Linked DNA regions of Mus musculus: region 2 is linked to region 1. A link is a contact called in public HiChIP or PLAC-seq data. All regions are on one chromosome and are shown on one strand. The core of a region is the stretch at or near the end of the contact, and the rest is flanking DNA. Distances in the headings are between cores, read along the strand shown. Region 1 overlaps Adk (adenosine kinase). Region 2 overlaps Dupd1 (dual specificity phosphatase and pro isomerase domain containing 1).

What was found. HiChIP or PLAC-seq counts read pairs in DNA pulled down with a chosen protein or histone mark.
Region 2: a contact with region 1 is called in an H3K4me3 HiChIP or PLAC-seq map of bone marrow-derived macrophages, with 4 times the contacts expected there. The contact joins two enhancer-like sites. A contact is called at or near these places in 1 of 484 Hi-C or Micro-C datasets (nephron progenitors), 4 of 115 datasets of contacts at active chromatin or transcription factors (bone marrow-derived macrophages, embryonic limb bud, large pre-B cells and 1 more) and 2 of 9 other capture datasets (embryonic stem cells and embryonic tail).

Annotation. Positions count from the first base shown.
Region 1 is chr14:21,192,772-21,195,987 of GRCm38.p6, forward strand. All of the region lies in intron 4 of Adk (adenosine kinase), which reads left to right. Among named protein-coding and RNA genes, the nearest start is that of Adk, 140 kb to the left of the region's middle. Within about 2 kb of position 1,775, at least 56 of the 459 cell types and tissues checked have an H3K27ac peak or open chromatin away from gene starts, as enhancers often do. A contact at or near this core is called in bone marrow-derived macrophages, where this site is marked.
Region 2 is chr14:21,678,045-21,681,260 of GRCm38.p6, forward strand. All of the region lies in intron 3 of Dupd1 (dual specificity phosphatase and pro isomerase domain containing 1), which reads right to left. Among named protein-coding and RNA genes, the nearest start is that of Dupd1, 35 kb to the right of the region's middle. Within about 2 kb of position 1,742, at least 55 of the 459 cell types and tissues checked have an H3K27ac peak or open chromatin away from gene starts, as enhancers often do. A contact at or near this core is called in bone marrow-derived macrophages, where this site is marked.

The DNA.
Region 1 (3,216 bases), core at 525-3,024:
TCCAAGTTTTTAAATAATATCTAAAAACTATTTTGTTATACAGGTTTATTCTGGGTTTGTACTTCATACAAACCACAATGACAATTAGATATAAAATAATCACTTCATTGTAGAAGATGTCCTACGTTGCCTCATGCTCAGCTCTGCTTTTGACAGCTCTTGCTCGGGTTGCCTGTGGTGTAAGGTTCTGCTTCCCTTTCTGGGACATTTCTTGGGTTAAGTAAGCAAGTGGTAAATGTCTCTCCCTAGAAAAGGAGCAAGCCTAGTTGCTATCAAACAGAAGACATCCCTAAGCTCTGTGTTCCTCACCTGCAAACTAGACCCACAATATGCACCATGCATCTAAAACATATCATGTCACCACGTAGGACTGTAGGGGTTGTGAACTGGTGCAAATATGTTTTTATACTTTTCCCTAATTCATTATTTTTTTCTTTGACACAGACTTTCTAGAATTAGTAGTAGGCCTTTTTTTTAAGTTACCTTCTGGGTGAAATGCAGTCTGTTCCTTCCTAATTTTTTATTCATATGATTTTGCCATTTCTAGCGTTTCGTAGAATGTGTGTTTCTGTGTTTGTCTACGTGATCATGTGTGCAAGTGTGTATGGAGATCTGAGGACAACCTTGTGTATCATTCATCAAGAGCTGGCCCTTGTTTTTCCAAACTGGATTTCTCATTGATTTGGGCTCCTTAACTCAGCTAGGATGGTTAGCTGGATGGAAGGCTCCAGGCATCTGCTCATTTCTGCCTTCCCACACCATGATGTTCAATGCTTTTAGGAAAGTGCAGGACCTGGCACTTACACAGTCTCCAGTTGATGGTTTGTTTTTGTTTGTTTGTTTGTTTGTTTGTTTGTATGTCAACATGACAAAAGCTGGAGTTATCTGAGAAGAGGGAACCAATTTAAAAAGAAAAGCCTCAGTAAGATTTGCCTGTGGACATTTTCTTAATTAGTGATTGACATGAGAGGAACCAGCCCATTGTGGGTGGTGCCACCCTGGGGTCATGGGATATACAAGAAAGCCACCTGAGCAAGCCCATGGTCAAGAAGGGAATAGGCACTGTCCTACCTAACCTTTGTTTCATTCCTGCCCCCAGGTTTCTGCCCTGATCTTTTGTTATACTAGAGTTGTAAGCTGTAATAAACCCTTTTGTTTAGAGTTTAGACTTGTTTTTTGTTTTTTTGGTCATGGTGTGTTATTACCACAATAGAAACCCTAACCAAGACACACAGCAAACACTTTGCCAACCGAGACATCACCAAACCCCTGTGTGTGATTTTCTTTTTTCTTCAAACCCCATCATACACTGAACCAAAGTTTCACCAGAGAGGATTCAGGGACAAATCACCCTATGTGTGTCACATTTGGTGCATGTATGTTCCCTAGCAGTTGCTAAAGAAGTGAGTGACAGTCAAGGCCTCACACATGCTCTTTACACATAGCTCAGTTCCAGGCACTGGCAGGTTTTGTCAGTACATTCCTCACACACCTCCCTCAAGGCTTTACCCATGGGCAGAGGGAAAGGAAGCTGGAAGACACTTTGCTTCATTTCTGGCTTCGTTTTATTCTTCTCAAAATTCTAACCTTTCCAGTCTTTACCAGACTCCCAGGTCCCAAAAATAACAGGAGGGTTTTGTTGCCCAGCCTCTTGGTAGACCACAACCCCTCCCTACCCCTTTATATGTGCACCTGACCCTTGAGCAGGATGTCACTCCATGAAGGGTTGGCACGAGAGGAACAGAAAGCAAGCTCTTCCTTTCATTTTGGCTTTCTGATATTACTTCCTCCTCCAAAGCAACCCGGCTCAGTTCTCTCCAGCCTGAGTTCCCAGCCCTCACTAACTCGGGATCGTGCGTGCATGGTCTTTGAATATGGCTTCCTGCCTGTGACAGAAAGGTACCTTACAGTCATGCATTTTTGTCGTATGTAAGTAGACAGAGCTTTGCTTTGTTTGGTTTTACAGCTGAGTGGTTTTCCATTATCGTGATGTATAGTATACTGTGTCTCCATTCACTCTAGAGTAGTATTTGGATTGTTTCCAATTTGGAGCAATTATGGAAAAAACTGCTATAAACATTTGTTTATGCATCTTTGTGTTAACATAAAGTTCCATTTCACTGGGAGTGTGATTTCTGAATCAACCTCGGAATGTATGGTTGATTTCATTAAAATCAAACCACCTTATTTTTTTCAAAAGTGGTATAAGGGTTTGTTTCAGTCAGATTTTGGTTGCCATGTTTATATATCTGAGATAAACACCTTGAAAGGAGGAAGATTTATTTCAGTTCATCATTTCAGAGCATGGTCATTGCTCTCATAGTTTTGTTCTTTCAGTGAAGCTGTATGTCATGTTCCCTGAGCCTTATTGGGACTGGTATACATTTCTTTTGGTTTTTTTGAGACAGGGTTTCTCTGTATAGCCCTGGCTGTCCTGGAACTCATTTTGTAGACCAGGCTGGCCTTGAACTCAGAAATCCGCCTGCCTCTGCCTCCCAAGTGCTGGGATTAAAGGCGTGCACCACCACTGCCCGGCTACATTTCTTATTTATAGCTTTGCTCTCACCCGTCCTTTATTATCAACACTCACTTTGGAAATATTAAGCTTCTGCCTTCTCGGCTATTTTCAAGAAAGAAATGCTTCTCTCATTAGTTCTCTGGCTGTAAACAGGCATTTAGAAGGTGGTTGGACACTCTGTCAGTTTAGCTAATCAGTCATAGTAATTTACCCTTAGGGCCTATCACGTCCCCAGTTAAATGTTTCTCCAATTTGTTGTTTGTATTGTGTGTGTGCATGTGTCTCTGTGTGACTCTGTGTTTGTGCATGTGTGTTAATGTGTGTGACTGTGTACGTGTGTATTGTGACTCTGTATGTTTACGTATGTGATTGTGTGTATGTGTATGACTGTGTGTGCACTCACTCATGAATGTGTGTGTGTGAGAGAGTGAGAGAGACACAGACAGACAGACAGACAGACAGACACACACACCGTGTGTGTTATTGAACTCATGTGGAGGTCAGAGGACAACGTTGGAGTGTTTCTATATCTGGATAGTCTTTTGCTGAACCTTGAAGTTGACTGAAGTGCAGGCAACCTCCTGTCTCCCCCCCCCCCAAGTGTTAGCATATCACTGTCATATCTGCATGGTCACACACACACATGCACACACAGGGAGTCCCCTCTCCGGTGCTCATGCTCGTCCAGCAGGATGGTT
Region 2 (3,216 bases), core at 492-2,991, 490 kb after region 1:
TATAAATAGTTCTCTTTTCTTTCTTTCTTAAGCATCCTCCCACCCCATGCTGGGAATAAAACCCAAGACCTTACACATGGATGGCAAACACATCCTCAAGATACATCCCCAGCAAGAAATTATTTTCAAAGCATATGCCTTCCTTTTATTTCTTTTTGATGCTGGGGAACCAAATCCAAGGCCTTGTATGTGCTCAATACCCATTATTTCACTGACCTAGACCCCTGGCCCTTGAAAGTATATATTTTGAAACTACTGGTGTGTGTGTGTGTGTGTGTGTGTGTGTGTGTGTGTGTGTGTACATGGACAGAGTTTCCCTGTGTAACCCAGGATGTTCTCAAACTCATCTCAACATCCTCCTGCCTTAGTCCCTCAAGTGCCAGGATTAAACAATTTAAACAGAATGCATCACCACACCCTGCTAGTAGAACCTGTAAGCAATTGACTCTTTTGACAGTGTTAGGATACAATCTGACTTAGTCCTTGTCACATACACAAAGACAATGGTGCCTTAGTATGAACAATGTCACATGCATCAAATATACAAATAATCATTGCTTACACTGGGGAGGGGGCAGGCGATTGATTCCCTTAAAAATGATGTACAAGCAACCAGGTCCCTCAGGCCTCCACTTGGTGGCGCTCTAGAGCCCACCCAGGACACCCGTTGGCCCTGTCTCATTTCAGCTTTGACTTAAACCTTGTTATCATTGTCCCTGCCTTGCAGATGGAGAGACAGGTTCAGGAGGTGCAATTTCAATTTCTTGCCAGAGGTCACCCACAATACTAATGCCAGAAGTATCTTAATGCAAAACTGTGTTGGAGGCCCTTTCTGTGCCACTGTGCTCTGAGGTTTGGCTCTCGGCGCTCTCTCTCTCTCTCTCTCTCTCTCTCTCTCTCTCTCTCTCTCTCTCTCTCTCCCCACCCCCACTGTTTCCCATGGCTGAGTGACTCTCTACTGATATTCATCTAGCTGGCTGGGCTATCTGTGGCTGTGTGACCAAAGTGATGCCCTGACTTTCTGCTTCTCAGCCTGATAGCTGGAGAGATAAACAGGAAGTTGCCTGTGGACAGTTTCTTCATGGGCATGGCTCTCTGACCTTTTTAGCTCTCCCTTCTTCGTGGGACCAAGCCCAGACAAGGGAAAGAAGCCAAGACAACATAAGAAATGAAAGAATCAGGGGCTGGAGAGATGGCTCAGCGGTTAAGAGCACTGACTACTCTTCTGAAGGTCCTGAGTTCAAATCCCAGTAACCACATGATACCTCACTACCATCCATGATGAAATCTGATGCCCTCTTCTGGTGTGTCTGAAGACAGCTACAGTATACTTACATATAATAAATAAACAAATCTTAAAAAAAAAGAAAGAAAGAAAGAAAGGAAGGAAGGAAGGAAGAAAGAATCCACACACAGTTAGTTCTACTTTTCTCACTCCAAGTGGGATGGGAAGTCCTAGGCACCATGACCAGCTGCAAGGACCACTGATGTGCTGGGGGCTGGCACAGAGGTGCTCTCCACCTCCTCACAATTAGTGCCTTTCTCTGTCTACCCCAGCCAGCAAGGAGGGCAGGCCGCAACCCCCTGTGTCATTAAGGGGGCGCTGGTCCACATTTTCATCCAGCGTGACCATCCACGCAGATGAGCATCTACCTCTGGCGTTCTAATCCCAATAGAGTGTTCCAGACAGATGCTGCCTGGCCCCTGGCCAGCTCTGCTGACAACCGATGTGCTCCTTCCTCTCCTGTCACAGCTAAGCACTTGTAACAGATGAAAGCTGTAACCTATTAAGCTTTGGGGAACCTAAAGTCTGTGGAGAGAAAGCAGAGAGGAAGAAGACGGGGAAGGAAGATGGGGGGGGGAAGGAGAGAAGGGGGCTCTCAGCTCTGACGGAACTCTTAGAGCCAAATGTGGTTCTCATTAATGCTGTCAGCCTGGAGAAAGAGGCCCACTACCCCAGGGCAAGAGTGGGTTGTTCTCTGGAGGTCTCAGGTGCCCCTGGGCCCCACCAATTTCCTGTCACCAGAACCTCGGAGTCCTGTTCCCTCTTGGCTCTGGGGCTCTGCCAAGTCCCACTGTTGAGGCCCAGTGTTGGTGGCAGAAAACAGGGGTAGTGAGGGAGGCCTGTTCTCAGTCCTTGTCTGAACTTCAAGAAACCCAGAGGCCTGTGACCCTGACACCAGCCTCTCTGCAGGGTCCTGAGGTAAGGGAGAGCTGTTGGGACTGTTTTCTGGTTCAGTTCACAGCTGACTCCTGGGTAACCTCAGTTACCCTGGGCAATCTTCTGGGTAATTTATGGGTTGTTTGTTTGTGTGCTTTTGAGACAGGGTCCTGCAGCATCTCTGAGGCCTGGCCTTGAACTCTTAATCGTCCTGCTTCTGCCTCCCTGGATGGCTGGAGTCTCGGGTTTGCACCAGGGTACCTAGTGCCCATGCACTTACTTCATACATTTTATTGTAGTCAATTCTTGAAACTACCCAGTGGCTTCAGTCAAACTGTCATCACCATTCTACAGATGAGGTCGTGGAAGGAGATACGGAGAAGTGGCTCGTCCCAGTTGCACGGCCAGTGAATGGCAGACCTCGATCCAAGCCCAGGCAGTGTGACATCGAAGCCCGGAACTTCCCTGTGCTTGCTGCCCTTGTGTGAGCCAGATAAAGGTTTTACACATAATATGTACCTCTGCTACACGCAATTTGTGCTATTATTTTCTATTCTTTCTATTCAATTAAAAAAGCAGAAAAGGAACAGTGGGCACATCCACCATTTTGCTTTTATGACCCACTGATAAGGTTGCAGTCTATGTCTGAAAAATGCTGGCTTCAGAAAAATATTTACCAGAAGGAAAGATGCCATAATTGTATGAAAAAAAAGTTTAAATTCAAGATTTCTAATGTACCTACCTGAGCATGGTAGTTCATAACTATAAGGCAGAGGTATCAGGGCTATCATGAATTCAAGGTTTGAGGCCAGCTTGGTTTACAAAATAAAACCTTATCTCAAAATAAACTTTCAAAAACTCTACCTCATCCAACTACTTGTTTTCAGCGGTGACCAAAAGGTGAGCTTCTATCACTCAAATCAGATATATCAGGAGCCTGTGGGATGGTTCCCTGGGGAAAACTGCTTACTGGGCAAGCTAATGACCTGAGTCCCATCCCCAGAACCCACTTGGAAGAAGGAGAGAATCAACTCCCGAGAGCTGTCCTCTGACTT